3 separate regions of the Mus musculus genome follow, and all the other regions are linked to region 2. The links are chromatin contacts, called in public Hi-C and promoter capture Hi-C maps. All regions are on one chromosome and are shown on one strand. The core of a region is the stretch at or near the end of the contact, and the rest is flanking DNA. Distances in the headings are between cores, read along the strand shown. Region 1 has its middle 40 kb from the start of Fabp7. Region 2 has its middle 40 kb from the start of Serinc1. Region 3 holds the start of Fabp7 (fatty acid binding protein 7, brain).

Region 1 (5,015 bases), core at 2,058-4,557, 170 kb before region 2:
TTTTTCTGCCTGCATCTCTGATTGTTGAGGGCATTTCAAATGCTATTTTTTTTTTCAGGCAATTACAAAACAAACAGAGAAGGAAATTTTCATCTCAGGAGAGACTGCTTTTGTGAATAAATCATCAGCTAGGGGAAGGAAGGTGGATATGCAATAAATGTTATCAAGTGTCATCAAAGAGGTATTTGTGAATAATGAGCAAAGATGTCTGTTGATCAAAGGAATGTGGGATTTTATTTTGTTCAAATTTACTAATACCTTCATTTTCTGATGAGCATGTCTGTTTTTTTGTAGTTAGGTATTTTGTCAACTTCACCCTGCCTACAGTCATCTGATAGGAAAGTCTCAGTTGAGAAATGTTCTAGATCAGATTGGCCCATGGCCATGTCTGTGGGTGGAACTGTCTTTTGTTACCTGATGAGAGAGGGCCCAGCCCACTGTCCCTAGGCATGTGGTCATGAGCTATATGAGGAAAGCTAGCTGAGCTTGAGCCTGTGTGAGAACCTCAGCCTAGGAGAAGATTTCCTATGCTTCCCTCAAGGATGAACTGTGACCTAGGAGTTTAAGCTAAATTGTTTCCTCCCATAAATCATTTTTGTCAGAATACTTTTATCACCTTAGTAAGGAGGAAACTACAAGTCAGTTTTTGCTGACTGCTGCCCACTTTTCATTTATCTACTACAAGGTAGGATTTGCTTTTGTTTGCATTTGCTTACAGGGACAAAACCCAGATGTCTCAGCCTGATTTTCCTGGGTCTTCGGGATCTTTGCAGAACCTCATTTTCAATGTTGAACCTTGCTTTTCTCTGTGTGTACCACAATGTGAAACTCAACAATCCACCTATGCAATTCTGGTCGCCACTCGGCACCTCTCATCTGAAATACTTGCCATTCCTTTTGAGTTCAGCCTTCCTCTGTGAGTTCACTCCATTGCCTCATTTGTAGCCTTCACTTATCACAGCTTACTCTGTCATGTGACCCACACTGATGCTGCTGCTCATCATTTGGCTGATCCTGAACGGAGGAGACAGCAGAAGCTTTGTAGGAGCACTCAGAGAGGCAGCCATAGAGGGGGCCCTCTTTTCACCCTCTCTGGCCACTGAAGACCTAATAGCTCTATGAGAACTCCAGAGCCATCCGGAACAGGAATGGGGTGCAATGAAGGGGCACAGGAAGCTTTTTTCCACAAGGAAGGAAGTTCTTATGAGTTCAACTCACTGAAATAGGAGGGCTTATCACCAAGGCAACACAGTGTAACATGTACGCAACCTAGGAAAGTTAGGCAGGCATCAGAATGGAACTAAATGTTTCCATATCTTGGAGAGGTAGTAAGGACTGAGGACTCAGCACACTCGTGTAGAATTAAGCTGTCATGCATGAGCATTGAAGAACTTGCTAATAATACCTTCAGTCAATGCTGAGAAACAAAGTCACCAAGTTTGAGTGTACTTTTCTGGAGATCACATGCAATATGCCCCATCTGTCTCCTCTCAAACTAGAAAAAAACAAAATAAGTAGTTCAGGGAAAATAAAATATAAATTTGTTTGCAAGAGTGAACAGGCCATTATTGCCAGAGTTTTATTCTTTTAAAATATCTCAAAAATAAATCCCCAAATTCAAAGACTATCAAGTCTAGGTTGTTAGCTTTCCTATAACTTCAGTTTAAGAAAACTGAAACTCTAGGAATGTGTAATAAAAGAGTACCTGCAAAGAAGCAAAGTATTCTTTCTCCCTCTTTTGGATTTAGTGATGGAATAACCCAGCCGCTGAGCCTCATTTTCTGCTAATAGGCAGAGTTAACTGATCAGTTCATCCCCCCAGTCTCTGATCATCATGGAGTAATCATTGCCTCACTACCTCCTGGTCCATTTCATAAACTTCCATTTTCTTGAGACAGAGATGTTCTGGTCTGAGGAGTGAGACTGTGTACTTGTTAATTATCACTGGGAGGTGAACACCTGCTCCAGAGACCTACAGACAGCCTGTCTGTGTTAACAGAGAATACTAGCAAAGACTGGCTGGTAACAGGAAGCAAGCAGACATGTGTCATGACCCTGCAACCTTTTGTAAAAGTAGTAAAAGCAGAATTATTACAGGGTGTGGCCCTCAGTGCAGAGGAAGTGAAATAAGTTGTGTCTTGTTTTCTCTACATGTTTAGTGACCTTGTGTGTGTACTTAAATCCCAGCTAATAGGCACCAAGAACAAAAATTATTCATTCAATGATTATAGCAGTACCTTAGAAAGAGATGGTATAGCTCATGAGAACCTGGAGGGGAGGCATAAACAGAAGCAAAAGAAACCCCGGGGCGGAGGAATCCACACTGAATTCTGCATCTGCTCTGTAACTTCAAAAGGACTTTGTTATAAATAAAAAGCATTCTTTTTCTTTAAAAAAAAAGATTTAATTATTATGATTAAGCACACTGTAACTGTCTTCAGACACACCAGAAGAGGGCGTCAAATCTCATTACGGATGGTTGTAAGCCACCATGTGCATGTATGTGGTTTCTGGGATTTGAACTCAGGACCTTCAGAAGAGCAGTCAGTACTCTTACCTGCTGAGCCATCTCTCCAGCCCAATAAAAAGCATTCTTGCCTTTAAACACATCCTCACCGTCAATAATCACCTTAACCTTTTAACTCATTTGTGCCTCAGTTTCTCCTGGTGCAAAACAGGGACAATAGTAGTACCATACCACGGGAGTATATGACTTATAAGGACCCATGTGAATAAAGCTCTCAGAATGATATGTGTACATCAGAGAACTATTATGGAAGTGTCTCTTGCTATCTGGGGAGATGATAGAAGTCCACAGTTTGGCTCTCTTACTCCTATATTCCTTTATCTCTCACTTTTCTCACTTCTCTCTCCCCTCTCCTTTCTCTTTGTCTTCTCCTCTCCTCTCTCCCCTCCCCCTTTCTCTCTCTTCTCTCTTTCCCCTGCATTTCTATAATAAACTCTTAAACCATAAAACAAAAAAGAAGTCCACAGTTTGAAAGTTCCATTTCTGAAGCCAGCCTGCCTTGCTTTAAAACCTGTCTTTGCCTCTTACTGGGCTCATCTTGGGTAGCCATTTTGGGCCATGTGCTCTCATGCATAGGGCTATAGTCAGAACTAATTATGTATGAAGCACTTAGGATAATAGTTAATGCTTAGTGTTAGACATTATGTTCTTCTCATGCTATCACTTGCATGTGTCCTCTCTAGGGAAAATACTCCAGTGGTACCAGCAGCTATACTCAGTGCCTTTAGTCCCCAACAGTTCCTTGCCAAGACTTCTTGGCCAGCATCCTCTTTGTACATTCAACGTTCCCACACAGCACACAGTGAGAAAATAGCTATCTCCTCCACCCCCACCCTGGGAAGACCAGGCAAATCAGTTAACCTCATGTCCTTTCTTTTAAGAGTCCCATTTTCTCACTAAGGAGGCTGTGCTCTGATAGAAGATATTCTGCACTAAGGCAAGAATAAAGACGCCCATTCACATGTTATTCACTTGCCTCAAGCTGCTTTGAGAGATCCAAATAAGTCTCAATTGGCAAATAGTGCTTCTAACTTGAAAGGCATCAAAGGCCTATTTGAATCTTAAAGTTTTACACAATTCAGAATTGTTTGTAATTTGATTTTAATAAAAAAAAGCATTGTGCACAACCGTATTAAATTAATAAATAAAATCTAGCTGGTTGTGTTGCATATAAGAAAGAAACTGTTGAATAGAAAAAGCCGTAGCCTTTATACATGCCTAAGTTTATTTTAAAGATGCACTATAGCTCCCTCTCCTGGCACCTAAGTTCAATAGTGTTCCCTAAAATTGAAAAGAAACCAGTAGCCAGATTAGAGTACTTTATTATAGTCCGATAAGGCATCTTTTCAGGGAGGGGTGTGTGTGTGAAAAACTGTAGTTTGGTGATTCCACCCCTGCCCGCTTAAGATAATCCCCACCAACACACAGCAGCATTAGTAAAAACAACGCAACAACAACAAAAATAATCTGGAAACCTAGGGCAATCTGGGCAGATTGGCTTTGATGTGTTAGCGGTAGAGTGACATCGCCACCTGGTGTCCATTTTATGAATTTTCATACATAAGTATTTAATTTTGTGAACATGTAAGCAAAATAATTTACCCAAGAAGCAATATCATTTACCCAATTTTAGGTAGAAATCCACCCAAATCCACACAAACTGGCTGCCTTGCTCTGTCCCTCTTAGTAGCCACCACACTGCGACATCGAAAAATTGATAGGAAAAAGTAAATCCCCGTTATTTTAAATCCAAATCGATTAAAAAAAAATAAAACAGGAATATCTGAACGTCTATTTAGTGCGCTGGGAGCTCTCACAGAACTGCCAAAGTCAAGTCCATGGAATCAAAGGAGTAACAAGCCCTTTGTTCTTAATATCTTACTCTCTGAAGAGTGGCTCCCCAAGGCCTCAGCAGCTGGGCTAGCCCACACCTTGGAGAAGCTGCGCAGTCACATGTGCCCCTCCAAGGCACATGGAACAGAACACATGCGCTCAATATGCTCTGATTTCAAATTTTTGTCAGTGGATATCAGATTGTTTGTATGCTGCTCCTGTTACAGTCTGCAGCTTGGCCGTCCCCCGAAGGGTTCCCTCATCAGAGCCATGGTACTATTCAGAGTAGTGGGAGGTAGGATCTATGATGGAATCTACAGTGAGATGAACCGGTCTTCCAACTGCATGCTCCCACCATGACCTTGCACAGAAACCTGTGAAATCACAAGCACACCTTTTCAGTCTCTCGGTTATCACTGGTACTTCCGTTGTAGTACTCCAAAGGTGCCCAATACTGTCTCAGAATGTCTCTGTGTTCTATTCACTGTCGCGGGAAGCCCCAGGACACACACAAAGGTTAAGTCTGGGAGTAGCACTTTATCTCTCTCCCATCTAGACACTCATCCTTGTCTCCTACAAGTATGGTCATCTACCCAATCTGTGGGTTTACCACAGATTTTCCATTTGGTTCACATTCTGAAAATTAATGATAAGT
Region 2 (4,363 bases), core at 1,357-3,856:
ATTATTGACCCTACAATAGTAATATGAGAATTTTATCCCAAACATACTGGGCAAGTAAGTTCTACACCAATTGTTTGTTTAACAATTTCAAGGAGGAACTTTTTCTACCACCAATGATTTCTCTGGTTTATTCAACCATTTAGAAGGTCAGGGAACAGATGTCCCCCTTTACGGTAGGTCTTCCCACTTCAAGTAGCCAAGATATCTCTTCAACAAATCAAGATTTTTTTTTTTTTCTCACAGGCATGCACAGTGATTAACCAAATCTAAAGATGTAACTGGGCCTGGAAGTTTATCTCATAGGTAATTCTAGATTTTATCCACACATCTTAACCTTCACAGATAAATACCTTACGTTTTCTCTGAACTTGGAGCATGTGTGCATGTGGGGGCGGGGGTTGGAGGGGAAGGGAGAGAAATGGGGAGGGGGAGAGAGGGAAAGAAAGGGAACTTGAGTGCATCAGGAAACAGAAAACAGGCTGCAGTTGCTCTGCTAGCTTGCTCTCAATCTTCCTATCTCCTTCTCCTTCAAAACCGAACCACAGCCATTGGGTGGGACCACCCACATTCAGTGTGGATCTTACTCCGCTCAGTTAATCCCACCTTAAAATGCTCTCAAAGATCTGCCTTTTGTGTGTTTCTAGATGTTGCTAATGTGGTGGTGTTCTTCTTTACTCCCAGCACTCGGAAGGCAGAGGGAGTCAGATCTCTGTGAGTTCAAGGCCAGCCCGGTCTACAATGTGAATTCCAGAACAGTCAGGGCTACACAGAGAAACCCTGTCTCAAAAAAACAAAGAATAGTAATAACTCAACAATGACAGTAACAAAACCATCAAAACAATAATAAATATAGTTTAAAGCTAGAAAGTACAGTGCAATTGTGTTACATCATTGTTCAAGCTATCAGAAATAACTATCTCTGAGCATTCAGGTATTTCTAAAAAATAAAAAAAATTTTTAAAAAAGCTAAAATTAGACTCAAAATGCATTCCATGGTTGGTATCAACCTTCAAGGGATCTGAAACTACAGCTGGCATGGTTTCAGCATCCATGTATAGCCGCTGAGGACTGGGCACAGGTACTGTTTAGACCACTGCAAACAAAGCAATGCCTCGCTGAATCTCGAGCCTTTCCAGGTAGCCAAGGCCCTGACACTCCACAACAGAGTGGATTTTATAGTTAAGTGAATGATCTGTTTTCACACATATAATGAAGTTAATCAATAGTAAGGATTAATAAACAAGGATCAGAAAGAGGAGAGAGAAAGGAACAATCACTTCGCTTAAAGGATAATGCAGATTATTATCCATATTCTTTAACCTATGCTTCCCAGGATCAAAACACCTGATACTCTGTAGTGAAGCTACCGAAAAGAAATTCTATTTTTTTTACTGCAAAATCATAAAAAAAAACAATGTTTGATATGTACCATGGGACAACATATGTAAAAAATACAGTAACTAATTATTCTGTGGAAATCAACCATATCCAGATATCTATACTCTTATTGCCTGTCTAAAGCAGTCATCAGTATTCTAAGAGCAATCACAGATAGCATACATTTCTGTATAAATTCCTATTGCATACCATAAAACTTTCACATCCGCGATGTAGAAGGAAAACAAATATTTCTTGTACTAACTGTGTGAACTGGTTGCACTAAAAAAAATGTATCTGAAAGGACATGTTCAATAAGCAATCTTTTAAGGGCATAGTTAATTTTTATTAGCACCTATTAAGCCCCTGCTGTATATTATATAGAACACAGTATAATTTAGTCTATTCCAAGTAGGAATTGATTATTTTCACTGTCTCGTCTCATTGCCAAATACTTAGTACTAAATAGATTGTAGAGGAAAGCATTCTCACAGGGCCAATCCAAGTGTCATCTCAGCAAACTCATGATAACTCAGAGTCACTTGTGGGCATGGGATTGGAAGGACTGGTTTTATGTAGCCATGTGTCTTAGGACTTAGGCTGAGTTCCATTCTTTAAGTTGTAGTTTTCCATCTTACTCTCACATGTTCACCTTTATCACTTAAAATAGTTAAAATTGAAAGCAGGGTACAAATTACTTCCTTGGACTATCTTTGAAAATCTTGTAATGGTAAACCATACTATTATAAAAATTCTGAAATTTATTTGAAAGAAACCTAAATGGGCTTTTCACGGAGGACATTCTAGGACATTTAAAAACATCAAACACTAATATCTTCTGTACTCAGTGTTTTCCTCAAACCAAAACAGAAAGGAGATTTTTCTTAGCGGCAACTCTTCTCTATTCCTTTGCAATATGTTCCTGAATCAAAAGAACCAAAATATTGTCAAGGAGTTTATCCATTATCCATTATCCACTATCCATTATCTGTTATCCACTATCCATTATCTATTATTGCTTCCAACGGGATCGCAAAAGTCTTGTGGCTTAGACCATTCTCTTGTTTCTCCACACTGCAGCGTGTATTAGAGAATAGTTAACATTCTTGCCCCATATTTTGTTATTATAATAACAAAAATAGACCCATGTGTTTCCAACTGTCCATCGCAATCAGACACCATCTGGTGCCACTGGCTGGCTCTGTCCCAGTTTCCACAAAGGAAACAAAAGCCCAGAGAGGTTGAATGGCTTTAGTGAATCACAAAGCCAACAGAATTCAAACCACCAGGCAGGCATTCTCTATTCAGTTCCCTAAAGATGCATGTTTGCTTGCTTAATTCTGTAAACCTCAATTTTCAGCAAGTTTTACATTTAGACTAAATATGAATCAATAAGACTTTCAAACAAGGAAATAAGTACAAACCAGTGCAGATATTGTGTAGGAAAGATATAGAGGTGAATAAATTTCATTCTCTATGAATATACACATATGTCCCCAAATAAACAGCATGTAAAAAATAATCAAAGGAATAACTCTATTGAAATGTGTATAAAATCTGGCAAAACTATTCTTAAGCAAACTCATCTTATATTTAAAATTACTTGATAGGGAAAATAAACAGAAATGACAAACACTTTTAAAAAATAAAACAAAATGTTAGGAGAACAAAAAATAAAACCAAGTCTGTAAATTGTGAAGAAATTGAGAAAAAAACTCTTTCAAAATTTATCATCTCTTATCTCCCTTATGATGGTTTAGGAATTAATAAGAAAAATATAGGTTTATGCAAATGTCGCTGAAGCTCCCTTTTGTCCTGACTGTGTCTGATGTGAACGCTGAGGAGTCCAGAGTCACTGTGGATCCTAAAGGCTCAGACTGCACAGTGAGCTCAGGATGTCCCTGAACCTGCAACCTGCTTATTTCACTCTGTTTACATTTGTTTGGTTGGTTGGTTTATTTTTTTTTCTCTCAAGCACTGCCCATAAACAATTGGTAATTATCCAGTGCTTACTAAGTTTAAATCCAAGCGTCTGCTTCTTAGCACCAACAAGTGAAACTATTGATCTGGATGTCCAAGACTCAACTGACTTGGTCACATATATCGCTCCTGCACTGTGGCTCTCTGCTGCCCCCTCTTGGTTGTAGACAGGATTCCTTCAGACACTGGGACATGCTTTTAAGGCAGTCTAAGCTTTTAGTAATGTAATTACCAAGAATTTTGGTACTCCTAAACGTCACAGAGAGATAAATAAAACGGACTCATTGTAAAAGCAGCGTGTATATGTTTTACTACGTCGCTTCAGAAATCAACTCCATTTCAGTTCAGTATTTTCTAGATTAACCTTGGTTTTTTAAAATAAAAATGGTTGACTTACCTAACTCTCCCAATTGTTCAATGATTCACGGCAGGTTTTATTATTGTTGTTGTTCATAAACAGTTCTAAAATACTATAAAACTGAATGTATACATTTTCAGAGGGCATCTACCAGGACACCGTGTTATGCTTCCTGGATCCATCATCAAGAAAGGACTGACTGCACCCAATGAGCCAGGCGCTGTCTAGGCGTAGCATGAACCTTCTAGATACCTACATTTGTGATGAGTAAATTCCTGTGTGTGAAGGAACGCTTTGCTGAGCAGACACAAATGAAAGGATGTTCTGCTAAAGCAAGCACGTGAAAGGACGCGTGATGAAGAAGAACTCTTTGCTAACAGCACACATGTACTGGGCTGCCTTACATCCTTGTTGTGCTTCATTTGTTGTGACTCCATAGAGAGAAATGCACCCAACAAAACTTCTTGAAAAGTTCTGAGATTGCTTGCTACTTCCTCGGACTTGGGCCAATAGGCAGAGTGATGTCAACTGATAACGGACTCACGTGCAGTTTTGCTAAGACAGACAGCCTCATGTGGAGGCAAGACTTGTGCTAAGGCAATACCCGTGGAGGACATGTGATTTTTGGAAGGAGTATAAATAGGACTC
Region 3 (4,472 bases), core at 1,835-4,334, 210 kb before region 2:
GCATTAAATGTTGCATATATTCATTGTTTCCTAACCAAACAAAAAGATGCTCATGTTTAATAAGTGAAAAGCATGCTCATCTTATTCAAATTTATGAAGATGAAAAGGAAGTAGAAACTGAATTGGAAACTATGGTTTAAAAATTCCTTTCCTGTAAAATTGCTAAGGGAACCAGAAGAAATTGGATCCAAGAAAAACGCATCATGTCACTGTGGCCTCAATTGTCTGCTTTGAAAGGGATTTCGATTTTTCATAGATTTTCATAACAGTTTTCTATCCACAATCCTGATGGGTTTCTTTAGAAAATACAAGCCTTTGAGCTCATGGTATCAGGAGTGACTTATTTTAAGCTCAGCAAGGACATGCCAGTACGGTGTTCTCTCTACTTTGACTGTCATGTTTAGCTCATGTGAACATAATCTAGATGCTTAGGTGGCAGGGGCACTGAATTTTGATGCTCTTACTCTGAAAGTGAAGAATTACTACAAAAAAAAAGTATTAAGGTTTATACCCAAGACGTTCCAAGCATTGGTAAACCCTCAGAATTCAGTATGCCTTTCTGTAATCTGAGTTCTTGCAGAACTCAGTCTTGCCTGACCACAGTCAGGATTTCTAAAGATGAGCTTGCTCTAGCTTTGTATAAACAAGAAAGGAATCAAGGCTACTCATAAAAAGATAACTTTAGGATAATTGTTAGAAATGAACTCTTTTCTTTGTTGATTATTCAAGAAAAATCTCTGCTCCCTGCTCTCCAACATTCTACATGTGAGAAGAAGTGTATTTAAGTACAGAATAGTTCTGACTGTGATAGTAAAGAAGTGAGCAATCTATTCTGTACCAGCAGCCAGAAAGGCACTAGAAAGGCAGCTAGAAAATCTTAGCAGGAGTTTGTAAGGGAACCCCAGACATCCTCAAGAGTAATAATCAAACTTACCCATATCACTATCATCTAAATATTTCTATTTTTAAAATTGTCTCTACAGGTCTAGATCAAGGCCTAACTTCTATCATGAGGGAAATTATTTATAAAATTATTTTCTATCTTAGGATATTTATATGCCTAGCTGTCACTGGACATATCTTGAAAACTTAGCTGATTCATTAAATATGAAAACAACTGTAAGGGAGTAACATCAAACAGATCTAGTAAAAATTAAAGCTTCACCTTTTGTTAAAATTATTTGCACTGAGCTCTTATAAACTAAAATTTAAAATGTTTAAAATGCCTTAATTACAGTCTCTAATAGGTAACTACTCTGATATTTCGTTACTTTATGTTTTCCTATGAGTTATCTTCAAATATTTTCCTAATGAGTAGCTTACATTTAAGTTCCAGTTGAAGGCTGGACATTCACAGCAATCCCATGACCACGGTTCTTGACACACACTTTTGGGGTAAATTGATGTATAATTTTAAAACTCTACAGGTGCCAACCTGAGGCAACAACTAGTTCTGAGTTTTTCCTTCCTCCTGTTTTACATATTAAGGGACTTTGAACGGCAGGAGAAACTGAGATGAAAATAAGGGGTTGGGGGAGAGCAAAAGTGGGGGCTAAGGAAGAAGAGTCCAGAGGGGAGTGCAAAAGAATGATGCTTAGAAGGGAAGCAGGGACAGAAAAGGCAGACTCCTTAGGACTTACCACGACCATCTTGCCATCCTTAATTTCTCTGGTACAATTTGTTTCTTTGCCATCCCACTTCTGCACATGAATGAGCTTGTCTCCATCCAACCGAACCACAGACTGAGAGCAACAACCAATCAAAGGGGGTTAACAGGCAGAAGTCCACTTTTCACAGAAGTCAAACGACAGCATTATCAGAGAGGGCCATAACTGAGTACATCACTCATAATTATTCCAGCAGCACTTCATCCTCTGTTACTTTCAAGAATCTCTGTTTTCTAAAATGTGGCCATTTATGATTCAGCTGCCATGTATACAGCCAGTTGCAAAAAACCAGCATAGATCAGAAATAAAAATACAGAACTAGTCACTCTTCTTGCTTAAGCAAAGCTTTGCTGTGCGACGGACTAATTGGTCAAGCTGAGATGATCAGAGAGAAGGAACAAGGTGTGGTCTTTCTTTCAAATAAACATGGTTCAATACTCTCTGGGTAAAAGTTGCTATAAAATGTGAAAAAGGATAAATAGCCTGCAAGTTTGGCTCTGGAAATTACTCAGTGTCTGGGATACAACCAGTAAACCCTAGAATGTTAGCTCTGGCTCCTTCTTCCTGAAGGGGGATTCTGAAAGCTTGTTCCCCTTCTCCATGTCTGTGGAGAGATTGGGAATCCTCTGTCCCATCCTCACCGGATAAAGCTGCCTCTTACCTTACAGTTTCTGTCATCTATGCTGGTTTCTTCAAACTCTTCTCCCAGCTGGAAATTGATCTCTGTGTTCTTGAATGTGCATTGTGTCCGGATCACCACTTTGCCACCTTCCTGACTGATAATCACAGTTGGTTTGGTCACGTTTCCCACTTGCCTAGTGGCAAAGCCCACGCCTGAAACAGCAAAGGGAGCCAGCGCAGTTAACAGCAACTTCCAAAATAGTTCAGAAATCTGCTTGTCACTCTAAGAATCCAGAATTGGATTCTAAAGTGTAGATTTCGTCCAAACCTGATTAATGGTTACTCCACTAGCCATGGACAAGGTAAGCACAAATAAGGACCTTCTCACTCCCTTCTCCAAAAGTTACAGAAGCTTCACATTATCCACAGGATATCAAATGGTCCCTTTATTTGATTCTTCGCAAGAAGGCAGGAAAATACCACAGTAAGAATTATTTGAGTGGGCTATGCACAGTCTTAGTATAATTGACACAATGTGCTCAGCCTGTCTTTCAGAAACCTGGTAAGTAAAATCGGGGGTTTCTAAGGATCAAAATACAGAGTTAAGAAGAAAACAGTACGTCTTATTTTTACCTACCCAGAGCTTTCATGTACTCATCAAAATTCTGACTGTCTGTCAGCTTCCAGGTTGCGCAGAAAGCATCTACCATCCTTAACCGCCTAGTCAGCTGAAAATAGGCAGGAACTGGAGGAACTCGGGTCTTACCCACCACCGTAATTCACAAAAACCCTTTGCACCTCAGCAGAAGCTGCTGCCTTCTTATTTAGAGAAGAAGCGGGCAAAAAGCCAATCATTTGAATGACTAACTTGTCTCTTTCCAGCAGGCTGCCGTGGGGGAGGGGCTGGGCAGATGGCTCCAATCCTCCTTGTGATTTGCTCAGGCCACTGGGTTAGCGGAGTAGGTCAAGATCCTCCCAGTTCACACATCACAATCCTGATCCCCCCCCCCCCCATGCTCTAAAGGAAGTCAGCGGGGCCTGGGAACAGAAAACTGTAGAAAAGAGAGGGTTTTTCAGGTTCAGCAGGGGATAAGAAAAAAAAAGGCAACTGCAGCCTCAAACTGGGAGGAAAGAAAAGGGAAGGATAATAGGGCATTGAGATTGATTTCCTTAAGGAGAGCATGGTGTTGGTTACAAATGAAGGCCTCCTTAAAGAAAAACCCACGGAAATGCCAGATTTTTCAGACATAGGCGTCTGAAGGGTGTGTTTTAGTTTTCTTTTATATTTAAACAGAGAGCCAAATGCAGACTAGAATATGCCAAACTAGGAAAAGATACAGAGTGTGAGTGAAAATATATTTCCTAGATGAACCCTGTCCCTACTCAGAGCATCAATGTGACAGACAGTGTAGCTAGGGAGCCAACTCTCAACACAAACACAGTGTGTTTCTCAGAATGTACGAACCAGACCAGAATGGGAAAGGAACCTTACAGAGTGCCCTTAAAATTCATTAATGAGTTAGAGAAACAAAGAGGAGATTTTTTTCCTTCACCTCCTCGAGGGGGCTACAGGATCAATGTGGAAAAGCTGAACAGGCAACCAGTTAGTAAGATCTTAAAGGATATTTTGGTTTCCTAAGGTCACATCTACCTAAATATGAGGCTTGCATAACCAGGGAGACAGGAACTAGAGGGGTGATGCGAATAGAACTTGCCTATACTGTGTGCCAGCTCAGTGTACAAGTATGAGAGAATAGCTGGAAGGTTCTAATAGAGGCGTTAGAGGGGTCTGTGAACTTCCTCTTCACCTTGAGATTCCTCCCCCCCCCCCCCCCCCGGCTTTATAGATCCAATAAAGTGGCACTTTCCCAGGCTCAGAGAGAAAGAGACCCTGGAGTCTGACAAGGCAACCCCTGCTCTTCTGCCAGCGCAGCTTGAGCCTCAGCTCACAACGCATGCATCCCACTCTGCAGCTCCCACGGAAGACAAGGGCTCAGTACGCTTTAGCCTAGTGCTGTGCTAGCTGGATGGCAGCATACCTGTTTATCGTAAACACCAGAACTGTCCCCATACGTGTGTGCCTTCAAGTCTGAACTACATATGCGACTAGTTCCACCACCTTGTGGAATCTACCACAAACCTGCCGTCCGTTTCTAATGGTTTACTCTCACAAATGACAGTTGC

The links. Promoter capture Hi-C pulls out the DNA fragments that hold promoters and counts their contacts. Hi-C and Micro-C count contacts between places; a contact is called where the count stands out from the background.
Region 1: a contact with region 2 is called in a Hi-C map of neural stem cells, with 2.1 times the contacts expected there. The contact joins two enhancer-like sites. A contact is called at or near these places in 1 of 15 datasets of contacts at CTCF or cohesin (large pre-B cells), 29 of 484 Hi-C or Micro-C datasets (B cells, the G1E-ER4 cell line, the HL-1 cell line and 19 more) and 5 of 115 datasets of contacts at active chromatin or transcription factors (astrocytes, bone marrow-derived dendritic cells, bone marrow-derived macrophages and 2 more).
Region 3: a promoter capture Hi-C map of neural stem cells shows a contact between it and region 2. The contact joins the promoter of Fabp7 here to the enhancer-like site in region 2. A contact is called at or near these places in 8 of 39 promoter capture datasets (the HPC-7 cell line, HPC-7-derived erythroid cells, hippocampal neurons and 4 more), 1 of 15 datasets of contacts at CTCF or cohesin (large pre-B cells), 3 of 484 Hi-C or Micro-C datasets (embryonic stem cells and neural stem cells), 4 of 115 datasets of contacts at active chromatin or transcription factors (bone marrow-derived macrophages, embryonic stem cells, large pre-B cells and 1 more) and 4 of 9 other capture datasets (adipose tissue, embryonic stem cells, liver and 1 more).

What each region holds. Positions count from the first base shown.
Region 1 is chr10:57,742,698-57,747,712 of GRCm38.p6, reverse strand. No RefSeq gene overlaps it. Among named protein-coding and RNA genes, the nearest start is that of Fabp7, 40 kb to the left of the region's middle. Within about 2 kb of position 3,307, at least 80 of the 459 cell types and tissues checked have an H3K27ac peak or open chromatin away from gene starts, as enhancers often do. A contact at or near this core is called in cerebellum, neural stem cells and stem cell-derived neural stem cells, where this site is marked.
Region 2 is chr10:57,570,549-57,574,911 of GRCm38.p6, reverse strand. No RefSeq gene overlaps it. Among named protein-coding and RNA genes, the nearest start is that of Serinc1, 40 kb to the right of the region's middle. Within about 2 kb of position 2,606, at least 8 of the 459 cell types and tissues checked have an H3K27ac peak or open chromatin away from gene starts, as enhancers often do. A contact at or near this core is called in cerebellum, neural stem cells and stem cell-derived neural stem cells, where this site is marked.
Region 3 is chr10:57,783,535-57,788,006 of GRCm38.p6, reverse strand. Fabp7 (fatty acid binding protein 7, brain) reads right to left here and starts at 3,084. Exons shown (of 4, transcript NM_021272.3): 1 at 2,926-3,084; 2 at 2,329-2,501; 3 at 1,641-1,742. The coding sequence starts at 2,998.